Linked DNA regions of Pogona vitticeps: region 2 is linked to region 1. A link is a contact called in public Hi-C data. All regions are on one chromosome and are shown on one strand. The core of a region is the stretch at or near the end of the contact, and the rest is flanking DNA. Distances in the headings are between cores, read along the strand shown.

Region 1 (3,258 bases), core at 219-2,718:
TATTACAGTAAAGAAGCACAAGCTTTGAACAAAGATAATCTGAACCTGGCAACAAAAACAGGATTCCTGTATCCGCAAAATCAGTATCTGCTGATACACTTATCCACGCTCTGAAACTATTTTAAAGTATTTTTAAAAATTACTAGAAATATATATTTCTAAAGAAATCATTGCCAGAACTGGCACTAGAAGGAGCCTGAAACCATGCCAAGTACGTATAGTATTCACTTTTTAAATCCTTCCTCCCCCCAATTATCTATTTCAGAAGCTTAATTAAAGGAGTCAGGGAATCCTTTCACTAATGCTATCACCAGAAATGCCTAAAGATCCACCACAAATAATCCAGATCCTAGCAGATCCAGGACTGTTTTTTGTCCACTTGCAATGCCCCTCATTTAGTGTTCAGCAGAGGGAATAGATGAAGCTAAAACATCGCACCCGGAAACTGAAAATACTTCCAATCAGCTTAATAACTGATCTATAGCTCATTGAGCACAATGTTTCTTTTAGCAGCTACACCACACTGACCTCTGGGGGTATAATCCTGTAAAGGAACAATGCATCTCTTTAAGAACAAGTAACGAACATTAAATCTGTAAAAATGTGAGGGAAATTGTTATAAAAAAGGCAATTGTGTTTTTCAGCCTAGAGGTCACTGATATGACAGGCATCTCTCTGTGTTTGAGAGGGAACAAGAGGGGATTAGACCCACAGTCTAGTCAGTGTCTCACCGGTGATAAGATCTGAAGGGATCCTGTCTGTCAAAAAATCCACCACCAGGATCCGGCTGGTTGCAAAAACGACGCCTCCTTGCGTGTAAACCTCATATCGGCTGCTGCTTGGGATCTCGTTCGTCACCCGCCTCGGAAGATGAGCCGCCTGATCGATCTTCAGCTGTTCAATAAAATATTCCTGGAGTGAAAGGGGAAAAAAAATCAGAATAAACAGGGTGCAAGAATCTGAAGGGAAGATTCACTCACCGCCGTTGAAAAGGACTGGAGGGGAAAGGCAGGGCCTGCTCGTTACTTAAGTAACGGAACTTGGAAAAGTTACTTTTTTGGAGTGACAGTTCTGGGACTCTTTTCAGTTTCCTGATGGTCCAGGAATCTCTTGGGCGGCGGCGTCCTCCCCCCCCTTCCCTCCCCGGCTCTTCCACTGACCCGCCTCAGCCCCCCGCCTCTTTCCCCATGAAAGCCCCCCCCCGCCTGGCCTGACCTCCTCTGCAGGGCCGGTGTTCAGCACCAGCACCAGCCGAGCCGGGTCGCAGTAGAGGCGGAGGAAGCGCAGGAGGAGGCGGTCGATGCCCAGCCCTCGGGCGCAGACCACCAGCCCGTCCTGCTCGAAAAGGTCCAAGAAAATCTGGTTCTCGTGGTCCAGGGGCGCCGGAGACACGCTCGACGCCATGGCGGAGGAGCTTCGCCCGCCAAGGGGCCGAGTTCCAATCCCTCTTCGCCCTCACACACACACACACCACACACTGCGCAGGCGCGGAAGGAAAGGCCACGCTCGATGCCGGAAGTACTCAAAACATAGATATAGGAAAATGTGTAGAGTGGCCCCCTCGCACGGCGGTCATGACGAAATGGACGTAGATCTAGCAGACCATAGATATAGGAAAATGTGTAGAGTGGCCCCTCGCACGGCGGTCGCGTCGAAATGGACGTAGATCTAGCAGACCATAGATATAGGAAAAGGGGTAGAGTGGCCCTTCGCACGGTGGTCGCGTCGAAATGGACGTAGATCTAGCAGACCATAGATCTAGGAAAAGGTGTAGAGTGACCCCTCTCATGGCGGTCATGACGAAATGGACGTAGATCTAGCAGACCATAGAGATAGGAAAAGAGCGCAGGGCTCCCATTTCCGACCTCCTCCGCCGATTTGCCCGGACCCTGTTTTGGGCGCCGTCATGATCTTCCTGCTGGCTTTGTTGGCGGGTCTCTTTCAGGCGGGTGAGTGAGTGGGGGGGGTACCCCCGGCGCCCTTCTCGACACGCGTCCCCTTTCATCGGGCCCTGCCCGAAACAAGCCGAGTTATTTTTTGCGTCTGAGGGGAAAAAGTGCCTGCATACGGTTTTCCTTCTTTAGCAATATGCTGCAATGGTTCCCAATTAGTTCTTCAATTATATGGAGTGGCCTTAACCTGAGCCAGAATACTGGTCCATTTTGCATAGTACAGTGGGATCCCCGTGTCCAGGAGGGATTGGTTCGAGCCGTCCCCCCACCGCAGATGCTGAAAAACGCGGATAATGGCGAACGCTATTTTAATACAGTAGTAGTAATCACTATAGCATGGTCTCTGGCTCCCTCTAGTGACCAGTTCTGGTCATGATATTGTGGAAACACATTTTTTTTTAAAGTCAACAATATACATACATAGCATGGGATAGTTGCTTTTAATGGCTTATTCAGGTAACTTAATCTTTAGAAATATATGTATTTCTTTTAATATTTTTAACATTTTCAGATCATGGGTAAGTGAATCAGTGAATACTGATCCCATAGATAAGGGGTCCTACTTACCGTATTATTAAGACTGATTGATACTCCCTTTCCAGAGAGTTCCTTTTTCAAGGAGAGCCACCCGACTGAGCCAGTGGCCGACGAAGGCCACTGCAAGCCCAAGGCAGCTTTGGGCCATCACAAAATCTACATCTTGTCTGACGTGCCTCCACCTCGTCTCCCTAGACTTTAGGGCAAGTGGCATTACTGGGGGAAACTGCGGCTTAGAAAAATAAACCTTATAATCTCCTCCTCAATAAAATTAGACTTTAATTCCATATGTTATTCTTCCTCACCTTGAATGGAATAGTTGGTAGAGTGATGGGAAAACAAATTTACTATGGAAATTAATTTTGTCTCCCCCCCCGCCCCACCCCCGCTAGTATTCACTGGGGTGAATGAACGGACCTTCCTTGCTATCAAGCCGGACGGGGTGCAGCGGCATTTGGTGGGTGAGATCATCCGGCGCTTTGAGAAGAAGGGCTTCAAGTTGGTGGCCATGAAACTCATGCAGGTAAAAGAATCTGGCCCAGAGTACGTAGAAAGCTGGCCTTTAAGAGAACTTTGGACTGATGGTATTCCTATCTCCTACAGCCAAGTGGCTTGTTACTAGGTGGAACTATTGATCCATTTACAGTGGTGCCTCGACTTATTGTACATACAAACAATTCGACTTACGAACAGTTCCATTCGCAAAATTTTGCTTCGACTTGCGAACAGAGCTTCGACTTACGAACAAAAAACACGGAAAAAAGCAGGA
Region 2 (3,315 bases), core at 407-2,906, 150 kb before region 1:
CTTCCCCAGTGACGTGGGGCAGAAAAACTGATTGTGACGGAACCCCATAGGAAACATTGTTGTGTGAGGCGGCAAAATTTTCAGAAAAAGCCATCGTTGTGTGAATTTATCGTTGTGTGAGGCACTCGTTGTGCGAGGCACCACTGTATGCTTTCTCTCATGCACCAAGCAGGTTAATCTGAGGCACTGCTTTCTGGTCAAGGAAGTATGGAAGTGCATAACCATACACAACATGTGGTTCTCGGAGCACTCACTGAACTCAGCCTCCAAAACGTCTCGACAAACATTTGTCACTCCTGCCACAAATCCAGATTCGCTCCTTGTTACTGAGTATCTATCACAGCTTCGGCAAGACGGTGCTGATATGTTCCAAATGTAAAGGTGAAGCGGTATAGCAGGAACTGAAAATAAGGCCTTATAACAGCAAACAGCCCTTCATTAGTGACAGTGTGACTGGCAAGTTCAAATCTGATGAGCATTGCCCAGCTACCTCCATGCCTCAAGCTGCTTGCCTCCATCACTTCCCTCCCTCCATCCTCCACATGAGGTCAGGAGGGAGCTTCCTTTGACCCATCTACCCACGAAAGTCCCTTTCTTTATCCTTCTTTTTACTTTTAGCTAGAAATTCCTGAAAAGAACTGACTTTATTATTCACGAGGCCCATAAATGCATTTTAAGATTTACAAACTGCAAATAGGCATCCCAGCGATTTGCAGTTAGGTGCCAGATTTATATAATCTTGCTTATGCTGTAGTTGGGTGCATTTCCCCAAATCTGTGTACACTTGCTTTCCAGAGTCTAAATAAATAAATAAATAATAAAGAGTAGCGTACCAAAAAAATTTTTTTTAAAAAAAAATCCATACTTAGAGCGTCCTTACTCTCAGGCTCACAAGAGTGGTCGTATTGACCAGATAGGCGGGGTACAAACAGAATAAATAAATAAACAGAAGAAATTCAAGGGAAAGGATTCGGAGTGAGGAGAGGGGGGAAAGTCCTTTCAGCCACTTCTGAACAAATCCAACTATTGTGATCTGCCGGATCCTGCTTCCCCCCCAACCCCTCACACCGTGGGCAAGGCAAGAAGGGCCGCCCGCCCCCCTCACCGTGGACGGTGAGGAAAGAAACGGACGGGAAGAGCAGCGCCGCCGCCACCGACTCCTCCCCGAGGCCTGCGCCTCTTTCTCTCTCTCTCGGCCAGGCTCGGCGGCCACTCTCCACACAGAAGCGGCATCTTTTGCCAGGCTCCCCGCCAGGCAGGCAGGCAGGCAGGCGGGCAGGCAGGGCGCCGTCTGGGTGAGGGGCCAACGGTCGCCCGGCGGGCTGAGGGGAAATGGGGGGCTCTCTGGCGAAGCAGGCCGCGACTTGGCCCTGAGGCCGCCGCCGCCGCCGCCCGTCGCTGTCCCACCGCCCGCTCCCCCCCCCCAGCCGTTCCCTCCCCTCAGGACGCGGGCCCCGCTCTTGACCGCGCGCCCGCCCCCACCTCCTGCCGCCGCCGCCGCCGCCTCGCCGCTTCCCTTCCCTTCCAGCGCGGGGCAGAGAACCCTCCACGCGACGCATCCCCGCTCCGGCCGCGCCCATTGGTGGCGGCTCCTCCGCTCCCCTCCGTCTCTCCGGCCTGCGTCACTCTCCCTCCTCGCCCCGCCCACAGAGCCCGAGGCCAACCCGGCGCCCCGAAGGAGGCCCTCTCTCTCCTGATTGGACGCTCCCGTCCAAAAGACAGCCATCCCCGCGCGGCGGCCCCTCCTCCTTCCCGACGCCTCAGCCCTTCAGGGAGAGGGGAAACCCGGATTGGCTCCTCCTTTGGTTTCCAGGGAGACACGTTCCTGTCTCGAAGGCGGAAGCGGGGTGGGGTGAGGGGGGGAGGCCAATAGCCCTGCGCGCGAGGACGCCGGATGGAGACGCTTAAATCTGGCCAATAAACGGTGGCGGACGAAGGCGTTCCCTCAAGGCGATGACGGGCTGAGGAGAGGAAAGCGAATCGCTGCCTGATTGGACGCGAGCGGGGGCGACGGGAAAATACAAATCACCCCAAGGGGGGGTTGCGACCAATGCGGTGTCGGCAGCCAGCCTGCCTGCTTTGTCATTGGAGACCTGCCTTGTCACTCTGGCAGATGGGAGGCGGAAGAGGGGGGGAAAGTGGTCCTCAGTTGCCTGCTTATTCGTTGAGGTTCTTGTCACTCAAGGGGGAAGCGGAAGTGGTGGGTGGTGGTGGAAGGCACATGGAGAAGGAGGCGGCGCGGGGTGAGTGGGCGACGAAGCAGCGTCTCAGTTCGTGGGGATGGATGGCACCCCACTGGGGGGGGGTCCGGTTGGCGCCTCGGGTGGGGGAACGACAGGAGAGCATTCCACAGAAGGGTCTCCTCTGCGTTCATCCTGGAGTGTCTGCAGCTAAGATCGTTATCAGTGGGGCGGCGTTTTGCCCTATGCCCTGTCCTCCCTGGTCACTATAATCATCATCATCGCAGAGCTGGAAGGGACCCCCGGAGACCATCGAGTCCAGCCCCTGTTAAGGAGGCCCAGTTGGGGGTGGGGGGAATCGAACTCGGGAGATGCCTAAACCACTGAGCTGTCCACAATGGCTTTCCTTTAAAATATTATGATATCCACTAGTGAGTAAGCAATAGTACAGTACATAACTGTAGCTGCATAATTCAGGGGTGCTTCCTGACATGTGGAATCCATCTCCGTGAAACAGTGCAGAGGTAGTCGGAAATAGCTGGACCCATTTTAAATTCAGATTGCCTGGGAGAACCCAGGTTCACACCCCCAGTTAGCGACCACACTTACTAGGTCACCTTTTCTGTTCTTCATGGAGTTGTAAGGGAAAGTTGAAGACATGCACGCCACTCATAGATCGGTGGAGAAAAGCTTTAAAAACAGATTGACAGATTTTGTTGCAACAAGTGCCACTGGTCCTAATTTTCAGTCAGTGGTCGAACGGAAAATATTCATGTGCGGACAAGTGCTGAGTCCAAACAGGTAGTCCAGCTGTGTAGGTCCATCTCAAATACTAGTTTTTAGGGGTTCCCTCTTCATCAGTTTCATTATAAAGGCAGGCAGTCTAAATTGTGCACTCAAGACCAACAAAAGCCACTTGAAAATACTTTTCAGTACAACAGGTGGCTTATAGCAATATAACCTCTGACAACTGAGCAAATTAAGAGAGAGCAGAAATGCTTGTAGATGACAAATTACATGGCTGCCCTTGCTGAATCTTTAAATACTAGGTATTCATTAAATACTAGGTATTCAAATCTGCAAGGCGAGGCTCCTCTATACCACTTATTAAATTGACGGCAATGTCATGTTCCTA

The links. Hi-C and Micro-C count contacts between places; a contact is called where the count stands out from the background.
Region 2: a Hi-C map of muscle shows a contact between it and region 1, with 3 times the contacts expected there. The contact joins the promoter of SPSB3 here to the promoter of ERCC4 in region 1. A contact is called at or near these places in 2 of 2 Hi-C or Micro-C datasets (blood and muscle).

Annotation. Positions count from the first base shown.
Region 1 is chr13:7,464,914-7,468,171 of PviZW2.1, reverse strand. It overlaps ERCC4 (ERCC excision repair 4, endonuclease catalytic subunit), which reads right to left and starts at 1,468. Exons shown (of 11, transcript XM_072982695.2): 1 at 1,216-1,468; 2 at 732-912. The coding sequence starts at 1,404. It overlaps NME3 (NME/NM23 nucleoside diphosphate kinase 3), which reads left to right and starts at 1,811. Exons shown (of 5, transcript XM_020807827.3): 1 at 1,811-1,949; 2 at 2,882-3,012. The coding sequence starts at 1,907.
Region 2 is chr13:7,619,274-7,622,588 of PviZW2.1, reverse strand. It overlaps SPSB3 (splA/ryanodine receptor domain and SOCS box containing 3), which reads right to left and starts at 1,656. Exons shown (of 7, transcript XM_072982874.2): 1 at 1,483-1,656. NUBP2 (NUBP iron-sulfur cluster assembly factor 2, cytosolic) reads left to right here and starts at 2,139. Exons shown (of 7, transcript XM_020807824.3): 1 at 2,139-2,243. The coding sequence starts at 2,222.